Regions from separate parts of the Bicyclus anynana genome. Here region 1 is linked to region 2. Evidence: chromatin contacts called from public Hi-C data. All regions are on one chromosome and are shown on one strand. The core of a region is the stretch at or near the end of the contact, and the rest is flanking DNA. Distances in the headings are between cores, read along the strand shown. Region 1 overlaps LOC112052885 (ecdysone-inducible protein E75). Region 2 overlaps LOC112052885 (ecdysone-inducible protein E75).

Region 1 (4,512 bases), core at 1,096-3,595, 37 kb before region 2:
AAATGGTCGTTATATTATATTTTTTTAAATGGTTCTTAGACTGAAAATAAATAAGTTATAATGGAATTAAATAATATTTTTATTAAACATTAGATAATTTTGACTTCGAAGTTTCCAACTTGAGTTTTATAATTATATAAAGCTAGTTTAAAAATGCATATCTCGATAATACATATCAATTTTTTTATTTATAAATACGTATATTAAATTAATTTATTTCAAACAGGCTTAGTTTACAGGCACTTTTAAAACCCCCAGTTAGTATACCTAACTGGGGGTTTTAAAAGTGCCTGTAAAGAATAATAGAGATAATAGAGATAATGAAAGTCGAAAACTTAATATTAAAATTACGAGGATTCCAAACACGCCTTTTAGTCTTGTACGTATAATTTAGACACCGACCAGTAGGTACCTATTTAAGATACATATATACAAAACGCATTAATTGAATCTTTAATTGTTGAAAAAATTAAAAAAAAATATATATAAAAATCAATTGTAATAATATCTAGTTAGGAACCTACCTACCTTTTCCAGCTTTTCTGTGTCAAAATTGACGTCGCCCGGAAAGTGCGGAGGGCAGAGCGGGCTGAGGTCGTTGACCCCGCTCCCTAACCTACTCTGAGAGTATTTAGAGCATGTAGATTCCCGCTTACCGTCACCGGCCTACCACATCTGGGTCAACGCTGACTCAAGCGGACTTAATCATCAACTTCAGCTTAGCGTAAGCGTAACAGTTGCGTAGTCACACACATGTAATAACCACACACGTTCCCAAAATGTTAACATTAAGGTCTATTATGCCGGATGACTAACTGAAGGCTAATAATAATTATTATTTACTTTAGCTTTATGAAAAATACTTTATGGTGTTTATTTTGTATACGGCTACTTATACATATCAATACGATAACACAGGCCATTTTTTATAACTTATGGGTTTTGTATTTTTTCGGTATTCTATAAAATAGGAATTTTTTTTTTAAATTATAGTATTACATAATGAACTAAAAGTACTACTAAACTAAAAAAACCTTTATCTATTAAGATGTACTAAAGATAGTCACCGTATAAAGAATCGCTTGGAATTGGTGTGTATCCTATTTAGTTCCGATTTGTGTGTTTACTGTCCCCAATAGCTTCACCAGTAATTTTGTTGAACAGTTCCAGGTTAACGGGTTAAGAGGAAAATATTACGAATAATAAAAAATACGCTGGCTCCTATTCCACGATAAGGTCAGTGGCACACTTAGCTCTGTTGAAATATTTTTTAGCACATTTTTTTGGAATATTATTTCGTCTAGCTGATGTCCGCGACTTCGCCCGTGTGAAAAACCTTTAACCATCTTCATATAAGCAAATAACTTCGAACAAAATTCCCTGCCCATTTTCAACTTTAAGTTGAAATTATTATATTTTTTTTAAGTGTAGTGAGTCTTAATAATTTACTTTAGGGTGTTACTAAAGTAAATTATTGTCACAAGTTCAGCTTGTTTCATTTAATAGTAAATTTGATTACTATAATAATATATTATGTTAGTAATCAAATTTACTATTTACTATCTATCTATTTATATCTATATATTTATTTAATCGTTTCTGATTTTAAAAAGATTTAATTTTACGAGACGGAGTTACGATTTCAGCCTTCAGATTTCATCATTGTTAGGTGTCAAACACTTGTACCCTTAAATTATAGTAAATTTGATGGTGAAGCAAAGTAGATTTAATCCACCCTTTGAGCCTTACACCAAGTAGAGTGTAAGAATAAAACGCAACAATCTTACGTATTCTACATGACACAATCACTTAACACCTGCCGTCAATGCATCAACAAATGACAATGTCCTTGGCATATTGAATTATTTAAAGAGATTTTATGTTGATTTCGCATTGTAACGCTAGATTCCTACAATTTAATGTCTTAATATGCATGCAATTTATATTATTTATTTACCCTTCTATCAATGCTTTGTTTGTGTATGCAAAAATACAAAATGCAGTATTTTTTTTGTTAAATAAGTAGTAGTTAAAACATTCAATCAAAAATTAATGATTTTTATCAGGTGTTATTTTAATTAATTAAATTAAATCTCAAATTCACTCTCTGTTTCTACACTATGTCTATTAGTTGGACTGTACTCGGGTACAATGGGTTAAATACAACAGACTATAAAACTATCATGGGGACCAAATCGTAACACAAATGTTATGATTTTTCAAAATTTTGTATTAAATTCTATTATATTGGTTACTGGTATGTTGTAACAATCAATGGGTTTTTTCCGCTCGGTGTGCCTGGACGCGAGGTCCGCTGTGACGCGGCGAGTGAATCGGGGTCAGGGCGTCGCGGGCGTCGACCTGCAGCCTCGCTCCCTCCCCCGCACCACCCGCTACCCGCCGCGCTTGCCCCTTCACCCGCGACTACCCTTTTTGGATAGTTGCTACCCCAATATTAACACCGATTCAGTGAAACCTAAGTAGATAATGGATTTCAAGTTTTCAGTACTGTAAACGGATATTGTGTATTCGAAGCTTCATTAAGCAATTTCAAAAATAGAACGATTCTATTATAATATATTCTATTCATTGATTTAAATTTTTAAAAAGTATTACTACTGAAAAAGTTTACGTTTTTCGAAGATGGTTTGGCTGGATTTAATTTACAAGTAATTTTTGGATAGAAAAATGCTCAAGTAGTAAAAACTTCTTAAATTAAAAATATTTCAGTTAGTCAGTTTACTTAGTTTGTCAAAGTTTTTTGTATAACAATATTTTAATGATTGATGCAATTATAACTGAGTCGGATTAAAGAGGAGAGTAAAAAATAAATAATTTAGCAAAAGTTTGATGTCGAGTGTCGACACATGCAATAGAGTGAACAGGCGGGTCAAACTCTTGACCGGGTTAAGATAATTAAAGCCACAATTGCTCAACCGCGGGATCCGCTGCAATCATAAAGATGGCTGCGATTCGAGCTCAGGATTTTCAATTATTATTATTCAGGACATCCCGGTTTATAGACAGTTACTGGATGTTGGCGACTCGAGACCGTAGTGTTTCGAAATCGATACAAGAGGCTTTTGCCATATTGTACAGCAGTGGATGATCACCTTCTAATAATGATGTTGATGATGACGATGATGATGATGATGATGATGACGATGATGATGATGATCATGATGATGATGATGATGATCATGATGATGATGATGATGATGATCATGATGATGATGATGATCATGATGATGATGATGATAATGATGATCATGATGATCATGATGATGATGATGATGATGATGGTGAAGATGATGATGAATATAATGACGGTGATGGTGATGATGATGATAATTATGATGATGATGATGATGATGATGATGATGATGATAATGATGATGATAATGACGGTAATGGTGATGATGATTATGATGATGATAATGATGATAATGATGATGATGATGATGACGATGGATAATGATGATATACGAAGACGATGTTATATTAAATAGTAGAAAACGAATGTCGACATTACTGCAAAGGCGCTTCAATAGATGTTTCGTTTCACATCTATACCAGTATAACACAAAGGCGCCGCGTAATTTATATGATCTATCTCTACTCAACGGTGATGATGATGATGAATAATAAATAATTCGTAAATAAACGAATCTAGCAGCTCCAAAATTCCTATTGCGAAATGCGCGGACCCTCAGAATTTAAGTACTATAGACAGAAAGTTCTTGTTCCATCATATCTATAAAATAAAAACGTATTAAGTAGGTTTTGTCTGCACTGACAATAACTATATACGGCATTATTTTGCTTAATGAATTGGTATTTTGATAATAATTTTATTCATGTACAAAAAATAAATTAAAAAAACCGACAAAATAACGAGTATGATACAAGATGACATTGAGGTGCAGCTATAGTATCGACCTCCGATAAACATGAAGTGGTAATATGTGATGACAATAAATAATAAATCAGTGACACCATACAAAAGCTCTGCTTCCAAAGCTCTATCTATACTACAACACCAAAAAAGAAACAGAACAAACTTGTAAGACAAAAATGCTACTAAAGTTTAATTACCTATAAATAATAAATATGTCAATTTTAATGCATAATTTGTGTTTACGATAACCGTTTTTCAATATCACTAGACCAGAGCACTGGCGCCTAAATCTAATTAGACATTTCTAACCCCGGGTCGTTGATCGGGCGGGTTTCATTAAATCACAGCGTAATTAAGGTAATTATGCAAGCTGTTAGCATATTGTGAGTTGTGACATTACAGGGACGGATTTAGTGCGAGTTTGAAACAGTTATTTGTGCGGGGCGCGGGGCGCGGGGCGCAGGGAGCGCGACCCAATTGCGGCGGGTGAACGAACTGGGGGCCTTGATCGCAATACTGAGCGGTGAGCCGCCGTCCCCCGCGCGCCGCCCGCTCGCCGCGCGCCACAGACTACGTCACTACACATTGTTTTACAATAACCGATTTTAAAAATG
Region 2 (4,230 bases), core at 253-2,752:
ATTAAAAGTTTACTTGTTGAAACTTTTAATTATTTAAATTCAGTAAATGATTTTTGTTAAGCTGTTTTGAAATTCGCTTTTCAGATGCTTCGGCGATTGAGAATTAAAAGTTTAGTTATTGAAAGTGTGATTTTAAGTTATGCAAATATTTTGACCTATTCGCAATCTGTGCAAGCAATGGGTGGCAGTGCATCGTGGTATGTCAGTGCTGTCGCAGGACCAGCCACTGGAGGTTACCGTCGCCCCCCCGGCCCCCCGCCCCACGCCGCCCGCCGCGGCCGGATCAACAAACTTTGCAAGGTTGCAGCGCTATCGTTAACTACAGTTACTATATCGCCCGCCCTTCTCCGACATACCGTTTTATTTTATTACATTGCTATCATGTCGATATTGTGCTGAAGGTCTTTTAGATTAGTACACTTCACGACAATTTACAGCTTCAGTCTGAGGCTAAATTAAATTAATTAACAAATCGTTAAAACTGATGATTGAATTGTAAACTTTACCCTTTGCTTAAGTTTATTAGCATTCTCTAAGCCAATAATTCACTTGAATATTTAAAATATTATGTAAAGTAAAATATTATTTATAAATTTTCTATCATTTGTCTGTAGTTTCATCATTTTATTTATTATATGTAAATTTACTTGAACCTTTGATGGAGTTGATGAATTGTTTCATTACTATTAATCTGATATAGAGCATAATGGAAATAATTTCATTGTGTGAATACAGTTAGGAATTCGAGCGAGCAACATACGTAACACATTAGGTGAATCTCATTTTCGTGCTAAAGAAAATAGATCAATGTATTTTTAACCTGGGCAAGCGTTCAAAATATTTACAACAGGCGCAAGTAGATCACAATTATATTACCAGTAATGCATTTTAGAATATTGTTTTTGCAACACAAAATGACGTAGACAACATGAACAAAGAATAGACAACTCGCGCCATCTGTTATCGAATAGCTGCAACACAGTAATTTAAAAGTTTTAAAATTGGTAAATACCATTATATTGCTACAATATAATGTATAAATATAATAAAATACAATATATGTAATATATGTATATACGTTTTTGACGTTTGGATTTTTTTTTATGATACATAATTTTTAAATTAAATTTTCTATGAAATGCTTAACTTATATTAATTAATATCGATATATTTCGGACCCTTATTCCATATACGAATTAAATTTGATATGAGTCAACTATTCCGTAGTTCTACCTACACCATACACAGTCTTCAAAGTTAGTTGGAGGCGCTTGATCATATTAAAAATATGGCTATTATTCTATTTAAAAAACCACTGAACGAAATTTCATTTTCATATCGCTAAATGAATATTTTATTTTACATAATATAAAACCTTGTAAGTTTTGTAAACTACCCCAATCACCCATATGTTTACAAGCTATTCATACGACTGGAAAGTACGTGTAGGTATAAGGGACACAAATAACGCATGACGTAAGCGCGGGTAAATATGCAATAAACAAAGTGAGTCAAGAACGTCATTTTTCTGTAAAGGGAGCGACGACCGCGAACGTGCTCCGTGCTAGTGCGTCATTACTGCGGGCAGTGGCGTGCACAAGGATTTTAAACTGGGTAGGCACTATACATTCCCTTATTACAAATTGTACTAAATGGATACATTCTTCTTCAATTTATAAGTAGTTTGGTATTGAGTAGGTAGCGCCAACGATATTTTATAATATAGACATGTTACGTACATGACATGATTTGGCTGGTGGGAGGCTTCGGCCGAGGCTAGTTACCACCCTACCAGCAAAGACGTAGCGTTCCGGTACGGTGTCGTGTTGAAAAAGAAAGGGATGTGGATTTTCAACATACTTCTAACAATTTAGCCCGCTTCTATCTTAGATTGCATCATCACTTACCATTAGGTGAGATTGTAGTCAAGGGCTAACTTATAAAGAATAAAAAAAAGTGCCTACAAAATCACTACAATAAAGTGATCCGAATTTTGCTTTTGAGCGCATGCAAAATTATGTGTTAACTTAAATTAAATTATATTTTCGGGTACTTAGTGCATTTTTGCATCTATGAAGAGCACTAACCAATCTAACCAGAACCACCATACTAAAAGTACCAATACTTTTACACGACTAACACAATCAACAACAACAAACACAAAAAGCTACAGCTTTTGCGTTAAATTAATAAATATTTTATTAAAAAACAGTATCAAAATAATATCAAACTTCACTATTTTGTCATAAGAATTAAGTGGACCCTAGGCGGGAAATGTTATAAACTTATAAAAATATTTGGATTTATAGTTTAGCTAAATAATTGTAAAGTGTTTTTTTCAAAAACTGTTTCTAAGCTTTTCATACTTTTAAAACTATAAAGTTATGTTATAGCAGCGCCATCTATCATAAAACAGCGCAAGCTCTAAGTTAGACGTTTTGAGGCGCCATCTAGCGGAATTTTCCGGAACGAAGAGGCTTCGCTGCTACATTGTTACGAAGAAATTCGCGAAAATGCCAACAGACTGCGCTTCAAAGGACCTCCCTATTCGACACATATTTTTAAATAACAAATGTTAACAATGTGGAGATATCACTTTCTTAGCTAAAATAATTTAACGAATAATTTTATGGTTTTATGTGTTTACTATTAACCCTTACAATTATTTTAAATAATATTGTTTATCTATTTAAAGGAACTCCAACACAAATTAATTATATCGTTTCGCTGTATAAAACTTGTAAACTGATATTGTAAAGTGGTAAGATTTAATTTTTCGTTACGATTTAACTCAAAGCTACTCGACCGATTAAAAAAAAAATAACGGAAACCTACATCTTTAATGAGTAACAAAGGTTATATAATATTTGGCGCGAAAGGTATTTTGGAGGATATTTAAATGACTTTTAAAATTAATTCATAAAAATTAAAAATATTAACAATTTTTAAATCGAAATACACGTATATGACGTGTTAGTGCAATAAAATTATCTAATAAGATAATAGTTTACGCATTCGTAACGTAACATACTTCGAAGAGCCGATGGAGCCCAAGGCGTTAGTATGGCGACCCCGCACCGGAAAACGCAATGTTGGTCGACCCCCCACTAGGTGGACCGAGGATATCAAGCGAATTGCAGGGAGTCGCTGGATGTTGGCGGCTCGAGACCGTTGTTCTTGGAAGTCCATGCAAGAGGCCTATATCCAGCAGTGGACGTCGATCAGCTGATAATGATGATGATTACGTAACGTAAAGGAGGATTAAATAATAAGATGCAAAAACTATACTTGATATAGCAATAAATTAAAAAAAAGTATGCTTAAATAATAATGTGCATATAAATATGCTAATTAGGTGATGCACCGCAATAACACCACTTAAGGATCGATAAGAAGAAAAATAAATATTATGTATGTGTTATATTATGTGCTGTAACCTCCAGCCGACTTTCTGACTATCGTCCGGAACAAATACACGACTGACCTACAAACAGTCGTACACAGAAAGATTCGTTATCTGTCCTTGTCCAACCTTCGCGTAATCGGCCGGTGCGGTAGAGATGGCGTGTGTTGTTACGATGACGAGCCTCTGCTCTCAATGTCAAGTTCACCTATTATTATTAGTTCCAATGCCACTAAACATACTCAAGTATAAAAGCATACTGGTCAACCTATAATACAAATGACGACTGCTTTGTGTTTGAATATTTTCGCTATTTGTTTTTTTTTTTTTGTATTATAGGTATCGGTCGCTATAACATTTCACATATAAATACATGGTTTATTATTAGTTCGACCAATTTAAGCGATATTATTTTTACTTTATAGAAGGTCGTCTTTTCTTACTTCACAAACTTGTATGTGTCGATATTATAAGAAGGACGGATATGAATACTTGTAACGTTATAATTTAATTGACAGTATATAGAACAAACACACATTTTTCTTACAATTTTCATTATCATAATTATTATTTGATCACGTCAATAGTTCAGCTGAACGCGGAGTGTATACTAGATTAATAAAGATTTTTTTTTATTCTGTACAAGTTAGCCTTCGACCACAATCTCACCTAATGATGGTAAATAATGATGCAATCTAAGATCGAAGCAGGCTAACTTGTTAGCAGAAGGATGATAATACACATCCCTTTCGGTTTCTACACGACATCGTTCCGGTACGCTAATTTGCTTGGCGGTACTTCTTTGCGTGATAGTACCTAGCCATGGC

Evidence for each region. Hi-C and Micro-C count contacts between places; a contact is called where the count stands out from the background.
Region 1: a contact with region 2 is called in a Hi-C map of whole body, with 7 times the contacts expected there. The contact joins two enhancer-like sites. A contact is called at or near these places in 2 of 2 Hi-C or Micro-C datasets (whole body and whole larva).

What each region holds. Positions count from the first base shown.
Region 1 is chr5:10,393,289-10,397,800 of ilBicAnyn1.1, reverse strand. The region is part of intron 1 of LOC112052885 (ecdysone-inducible protein E75); the gene reads right to left. Among protein-coding and RNA genes, the nearest start is that of LOC112052885, 72 kb to the right of the region's middle. Within about 2 kb of position 2,345, at least 5 of the 8 cell types and tissues checked have open chromatin away from gene starts, as enhancers often do.
Region 2 is chr5:10,355,918-10,360,147 of ilBicAnyn1.1, reverse strand. All of the region lies in intron 1 of LOC112052885 (ecdysone-inducible protein E75), which reads right to left. Among protein-coding and RNA genes, the nearest start is that of LOC112052885, 35 kb to the right of the region's middle. Within about 2 kb of position 1,502, at least 8 of the 8 cell types and tissues checked have open chromatin away from gene starts, as enhancers often do.